Linked DNA regions of Pan troglodytes: region 2 is linked to region 1. Evidence: chromatin contacts called from public HiChIP or PLAC-seq data. All regions are on one chromosome and are shown on one strand. The core of a region is the stretch at or near the end of the contact, and the rest is flanking DNA. Distances in the headings are between cores, read along the strand shown. Region 1 holds the start of SLC22A17 (solute carrier family 22 member 17). Region 2 holds the start of ZFHX2 (zinc finger homeobox 2).

Region 1 (3,586 bases), core at 80-2,579:
AGGTAGGGAAGGTGTATTTCTTGATGGGGAGTGAAGTTGAGACATGGATAGACCATTGAATAGAAGTCCAGAGAAGACTGCAGAGTCCAGCGAATCGTCTTCGACCTCCTGTAAACGCCCGCTGCTTGGGTTAGCTTCCCTAGCACCCCCTCCTTTCTACCAGCCCTGCCCCCACGACAGCCCTCACCTGTCTGCGGGGTAACCCAGGAACAGGTAGCCGGAGGCAAAGCCCAAGATGAAGAGGATCTGCTCCAGGATCACCTGCCAGCCCAGGTCACACACCAGATCCCACTGGGGATGTGAGAAGGGTGCAGCGGGCGTGAGGCCCCGCCCTCGCCGCTCTCTGCCCGCCCCCAGACCCGCGGCCCGCCTGGCCGCCTCACCTGGCCGATGGCGTTGGTGGTGAGCACAGGAAGGCCATTATAGTCCCAATCCTTGAGGCAATGGTTGAAGTCCGGCGGGGCGAAGCCGCTGCACGAGGGGTCGGTACTGGTGGCGACACGGCTGGCGGCGCTGGCTGCTAGGGCAGCGCTGGCGACGCTGACGCCGCTGGCATTGGGAGGCTGCTCCCAGCCAGAGGCATTAGGGGGGAAGGCCCCGTAGTGGCAATGCAGCGGGGGCGCCAGCGTGAAGATGGGGTCCGAGGCCATGCCCAGAGCCACGAAGAGCACCGGCAGGCAGCAGAGGCCGAGCTGCAGCTGCTGGCCGCCGCCCAGCGCCCCCACCTGGGCGAGCAGCGCCTCAAAGCTGAGGGGGCCTGGGGGCACGGCCAGCGACAGGCTGCTGCCCAGTCCGTCGCCGCCCGCGTCTCCCTCCCCCTCCCGCTCGCGCTCCCGCTCACCCTGCAGCTGCTCCGTGGGCACCGCATCTCCGAGGGTCCCGACCTGCTGTTGGGGGGCAGGGGGTGGCAGGAGAAGGGTGAAGCGGAGGAAACCGCAGAGCAAGGGCAGGGGGCGGGTGGGAGGGAGGGCTAGGAAGGCAGTCAGGGGCGGGGGATGCGCAGGAGGAAAATGCCAGGCGCTCCGCGGGGGCGGGGGTGCTGGGAGAGGATGGCGTCGCCACCTGGGGCTCGGGCACTTACTCCGTTGGAGGTGGGGGTGATCTCTACAGTGTTGTCGATTTTGCCGCCGCCCCCGCCATTGGGCTCGGGGGTCCCGGTGGCCACCCGGGGAGCCAGCTTGCCGACCGCAGGGCCCCTGCCGGCCCGCGCCGAAAGGATGCGCTGTCCTCTGGCTCAGTTGCGCGCCGGCTGCCCGGACGCAGACAGCTCGAAGAGATCCCGCTCTGCAGCTCTGCAGCCGCGGGCGCCTCCTTGGTCTCTGCGATCTCTGCGCTGCTTTCCCCTCCCCTTCCTCTAGACTCTCCTCCCCTTCCCACGTCAGCAGAACCTTCGGTCCAGACTCTTCGTCAGAGAGAGGAAGGGGGGCCAGGGCCCAGGGGAGGGAGGGAAGGGGGGCTCTGTCGTCTCTTTCCTGGGTCTGCGGGCCATTGCGGTAAAAAAGAAAAAAAGCTGAAGGATAGTAGCTAGTCCAGGCAGATGCCAGAGATTCTTCCTCTGCTTCCAATCATTTGCCATCATTCATTCATTCATTCATTCACCCATTCACTAATCAGTAAAATTTAAGTGTCCACTACGTTCCAGGACTTGCACTAGACTTTAAGGATAACAGGGTGGACAAGTTCCACTTTGGAGACCTTTACTCCAGGGAGACAGACATGTAAACTGGCTATTACAGTACAACTTATGCATATGGAAGACTGTCTTGGCCCTGTATCAGCCCTAGCTTCAGTCCTCTACAAGGAGACCACTTTCTTGGGTTTCATCACTCCCATCCTGTTTGAATCTCCATTTCTCAACAGCATTTGGCACTGTGGACCCCTCTTCCTCTAAACACTCTCTTCCTTTGCTGCTGAGTCTCTCCTGCTCCCCTTTTCTCCATTGCAGAAATCGTCTTCCAGCTCATGGCATTGGTGCTGAGCATGGGCAGGCCATTATCCTCCCGGTTCTTGAGGCAATGATTGAAGTCCAGCGGGGTGACGCAACTGCAGGAGGGGTCTGTATTGGTAGTGATGAGGCTGTGGTGCTGGCTTCTAGGGCCATTCCTGTCTGTATCATTTAGACACCATCGTTCAGTGTCTGGAATCCTCACAGACTTAGTCCTAGGCCCTCCTCTCATCTCACACTGTCTCCACCTTGGGATCTTACCTATGCCCACAGCTTCAATCACCACCCACACAAACAATACAAACCTGACGCCCAGACTGACATCTCCAGCTTCCACCTCTGTTCTGAGCTCCAGACCTATGAAGCCACCTCTTATTTGACCTTCACCTTGGATGATTCACAGGGACCTCAAACTCAATATGTTCAAGACCAAATTTTTGCTTTTCCCCCATAACTTGGTTGGCTTCCACTGCTTTTTTCTGCAGTGAATGGCACCCTCAACATCGCATTGTGGCCAAATGCTCAGGCAACAACCTTTAGAGCTTTCTCTTCCTTATCCATGTTGAATCCTTTACAAAATTCTGCCCATTTTACTTCCTATATATTCTCAGACATCCCACATCTCTCCATCTCTACCACTATTAGTCAAGCGACCTGTTGCAAAGACCACTTTAGCCCCCTAATTCCTAACTGGTGTTCAGCATCCGCTTTGTTTATACCTCCTTACCACCCATATGTCATTTATAGTCAGATAGAATGATCTTTTCAAAATACAGATCTGATCATGTATCTTTCCTGCTAACCAGCCTTCAGTGGTGTTTCCTCACTTGTCACAGTGAATATTAAAAATCTAGATACCTCATACATGGTTCTACATGCCTGGTCACATGCTGTCTGTAGTTCCGTTTCACTTCTTTCCCCAAACTCTCTGCACTCCAGCCACAGACCTTCTTCTAGTTTTCCCAGTGCCATGAGGCCTTTGAACAAGCTGGTTCCTGCACCTAAAAAGCTTCTTAGTCACATTTTTCTCATCATTTAGCTCTCAGCTCAAACATCTTTGCTACACAGGAGTCTTCCCTAACCTCTAGAATTGCTACTCACAGTGTGGTTCATGGACCAGCAGCATACCTGGGGGCTTGTTAGAAATGCAGAATCCAAGCCTCACCCAGACCCTTGAATCATAATCTGTATTTTAACCAGATCTCCAGGCATAGGTATTATACATTAAAGGTAGAGACACACATCTCTAAGAGATTTGTTACCTGATAGGTACTTTATTCTCTAATCCTAGGTAAGGGCTAGAAAGCAGTGTTCTATCATTGTCAGCCAGGAAATCTTTCCCCCTTCTCTCCACTGAACCACACTTTTAACTTGTCTCTGTTCAGAAATTTTCCACATATGGGAAACTCTTTTCTTCAGACAGGGTCTCACTGTCTTACCCAGGCTGGAGTGCAGTGGCTTGATCACAGCTCACTGCAGTCTCCACCAACCCAGCTCAAGCAATCCTCCTACCTCAGCCTCCTGAATAGCTGGGACTACATGCATGTGCCACCACACTTGGCTAATTTTTTGATGTTTTGTTGAGACAGGGTCTCACTGTGTGGCCCAGGCCTCATACTCCTGAGTTCAAGCCATACTCCG
Region 2 (3,618 bases), core at 756-3,255, 200 kb after region 1:
TGGAGGGGTTATATGCCCCTGGAAGCTCATTAAATTTATTTCTTGGCCTGTTTATGTGCCTTCACAAACCATACCCCACACCTCTCCCAGCCCTTTGCTTGCTGGTACTTTCTGCTGCTGGGGTTAAAATGCTGGATAAGAGGAAAAGGGATAAAAGAAACTAGAAACTTAGGGTGATCAAGAAGAAAAGGTAGGAAGAGGGCAGATTATGGGAACAAAGGTGGAAACTCAGAGCTCATGGGAAACAGATGGAAAAAAGGGGTGAAGCAAAATGGGGAAATAAAAAATATACAACGATAAAGTGGGGGAAGGGAGTAAAATTAAGTCAGCAGGGAAGAGGTTTTGTTGTGGGAAGCTGCTGGAAAGGCAGATGACACGCATGAGACCAGAAGGTGAGGTTCTGATGAGGGAGACAGGCACATGGCAAAGGGGACAGTCAACAATGCTAGGAAGTTCCAAAGCTTCTCTGGTGATGGTGGAAGAAGAGGCTGTCCTGGCCATGCTGAAGGCACTAGAGGCTTTGGCGAAGACACATTTGCTCCATCATCCCACTCCTCCAGGCCCTGACTGTGACCGCCACAATCATGACTGATAAGCAAATTCCAAAGTAGCCTGAAAAGGCCAGAGATATCCAGACAGACTCTGAAGGAGAGGGCATGGAATCCTAGACCGACAGAACAGGCAGCCAAGGCGTGACACATAGTGATAGAGACACACAAGGAGAGGATCACTCAGATGGGAAGGGTCACAAGTGGAGACAGTGACATACAGATCCAGAGATGGATGGGATGGAACAGACAAGATGAAGAACAGCAAAACCAAAAGTCAGGGACACATGGACAGAGATCAGCGGGGCTACAGGCACAGCGAGAAGCGTGGTCCTGTGCTTGAAAATGATAGGGCTGCTCAGAGGGGCAGACGAGCGGATGGGGGTGGTAGGATGGGCGTGCAGGACAGACACGCTTCACCTTGAATGGGCTTATGGCCTCCCCTCACCTACTCAACACTTTCAAAAAAAGGAATGGAAAGCCCAACTTCAGCCAAAAACGAACGAAGACTGAGAGTATCCACGTCCCCTCCCACTCCACGCCCCAGCGCGCTAGCCCATCCATCAGCCCGCCGGCCGCGGTTCTCCCATCCCACAGCCGGCGGGGGGCCGCCGAGACCCAGGCCCCTCCAGGCTGACAGCTCTGAGCCCTCACACTCACCGGGCCTCCCCTTCCCCCCGGGACCCCGCTCCCTGCCCAACTCGGCGCGGTCCGTCTAGGCTTTCCATACCCTTCGTCTGTCCGGCGGGCCTCTGCCTTTCCCGTTGCCGTTTCTCCCTCCACCCCCGCATCTCTCTCTTCCCCCATCCTCGCGCACGCCCTCTTCCTCCCACACCCCTGTCCGCTATCTCCCAGGGCTCTCGGTCTGTCTGTCCGTCCTTGTCCCCTCCCCCAGCCCCTTCCCGTCCCTCTCCGTCCCCTCCAGCGGCAGTCTCCAAGCGCCTCCTCTCCCGTCTCGAGCTTCCAAAGAGCAAGGAAGGGAAGAAGAGAGAGAGGGAGAGGAGAAAAAAACCAACCCAGCAGCATCGGAAATCGATGCACTTACACCTCAGCTGGAAGCAGGGACGGGAGTCGAACCGCGGCCACCGAGCAGCGCGAGGCGGGGAGGGGAGGGGGCGGCTCTTGGAAGGGACTTCTCCGATGTGTTGATTCCTCTTTTTTCCCCTCCTCCTCCCTCCCTCCAGCGCTCGCTCCGGGGCGTCAGGGACGGAGATGGAAAAAATAAATAAATAAATTCACGGCGGTGAGGGAAGTGAAGGAAAATAATCAATGCTATTTGGCTGCGGCTGAAGTGTTTCCCCGGCTTCGTGAGGGGGTTTCCATTGATTCACCCTGGGCACTCGCTCGCTCCCTGCCTCCTCCTCCTCCTCCTCCTCGCCCTCCTCCTCCTCCTCCTCCTCGCCCTCACTCCTCCGCCTCATTCACTGGCTGGAGTCTAGGCGTCCCACACAATGGAATAATCAATACCCAGGCGCCCGGGGCTGCCCCACTGAGCAGGTGCAGCGGCCCGCCCGCCGCGGCGCATGCCGGGAGTTGTAGTCTGTTCGCGCCCGCCTGCCTGCCTCGCGGGACCCAGGGCCGGAGGCAGGCCGGCCAGCCCACCAGGTCGCCTCCAGGTTCAAGCCGGTGCCTGCAAAGAGGGCAGGCCCCTTTAAACTCTTTTCCGTCTCCTCTCCTCTTCATCCTGTGGCCTGCAGAAACCATACATGTGTTTTGTTGTTTTGTTTTAAATCAGCTTCAGAACAAGCCCTGAGCCGCCCAAGGCCTCCTTTTTTCATTCTCTTCTTCCTGCCTTATTATTCCGCCTCCCCCATCTCCCCCCGCGAAATTGGGTACTAGAACCTTCTCTACCGCAGCAATTACTCTTTAGTCTCTGAGAGCTTCTGCCTCCTCCACATGGTTACATAGTCCCCTGAGCTGGGTAGGGGGAGGTTTGGGCTCCTCCTCATCTTCAGTTTATTGCTTATTAAGTGCTCCTGAATTTTTTTTTTTTTTTTTTTGGAGACGGAGTCTCGCTCAGTCGCCCAGGTTGGAGTGCAGTGGTGCGATCTCTGCTCACTGCAACCTCCACCACCGGGTTCGAGCGATTCTCCTACCTCAGCCTCCTAAGTAGCTGGGATTACAGGCATGCATCAACACACCCAGCTAATTTTTGTATTTTTAGTAGAGACGGGGTTTCACCATGTTGGTCAAGCTGGTCTCGAACTCCTGACCTTGTGATCCGCCTGCCTCGGCCTCCCAAAGTGCTGGGTTACAGGTGTGAGCCACCGCCACGCCCAGCCCGTTTTTTTGTTTGTTTGTTTTTTTCTTGAGACAGAGTCACTCTGTCGCCCAGGCTACAGTGCAGTGGCATGATCCCGGCTCACTGCAACCTTCGCCTCCCAGGTTCAAGTGATTCTCCTGCCTCAGCCTCCCAAGTAGCTGGGATTGTAGGTGCCCACCACCATGCCCTGCTAATTTTGTATTTTTAGTAGAGACGGGGGTTTCACCATCTTAGCCAGGCTGGTCTCGAACTCCTGACCTCAGGTGATCCACCGGCCTCAGCCTCCCAAAGTCCTGGGATTATAGGCGTGATCCACCTCACCCGGCCGCTCCTGTATTCTAATAACAATAATTTTTAAGATTTCTTGAATGCACAGGGACAGTTCCAAGCACTTTTACATATATTGTTTACTCCTCTCAATACCTCAAGCATGAGGTAGATGCTATTATAGTCTCATTTATTGAGGAAACTAAGGCACAAACAAATGAATTAACAGGCCCAAGGTCCAATGGCCAATAAGTAAGTGACAGTGCCAGGACTCAAAAACCTCCATGGTCTGGCTCCAGGGCCCATACTAACTGCTATAGCCTACTTCTCTTAAACAACACAACAAAACGCTGAAGTTCACATGACAAAAAGGAGAGATAAAGGAACATTTTGAGTTTATACTATGTGACAGTTTATGACTGAATCCTCACAGGTAACTGTGAGGCAGGCCACATTTTCTCAATGAAAAAGCAGAGGCTGGCCGGGCATGGTGGCTCACTCCTGTAATCCCAGCACTTTGGGAGGCTGAGGTGGGTGGAT

Evidence for each region. HiChIP or PLAC-seq counts read pairs in DNA pulled down with a chosen protein or histone mark.
Region 2: a contact with region 1 is called in an H3K4me3 HiChIP or PLAC-seq map of stem cell-derived excitatory neurons, with 2.4 times the contacts expected there. The contact joins the promoter of ZFHX2 here to the promoter of SLC22A17 in region 1. A contact is called at or near these places in 1 of 7 Hi-C or Micro-C datasets (induced pluripotent stem cells) and 1 of 1 datasets of contacts at active chromatin or transcription factors (stem cell-derived excitatory neurons).

What each region holds. Positions count from the first base shown.
Region 1 is chr15:21,722,928-21,726,513 of NHGRI_mPanTro3-v2.0_pri, forward strand. SLC22A17 (solute carrier family 22 member 17) reads right to left here and starts at 1,330. Exons shown (of 10, transcript XM_063793233.1): 1 at 1,082-1,330; 2 at 384-887; 3 at 188-291. The coding sequence starts at 650.
Region 2 is chr15:21,921,824-21,925,441 of NHGRI_mPanTro3-v2.0_pri, forward strand. ZFHX2 (zinc finger homeobox 2) reads right to left here and starts at 2,006. Exons shown (of 10, transcript XM_016925893.4): 1 at 1,594-2,006.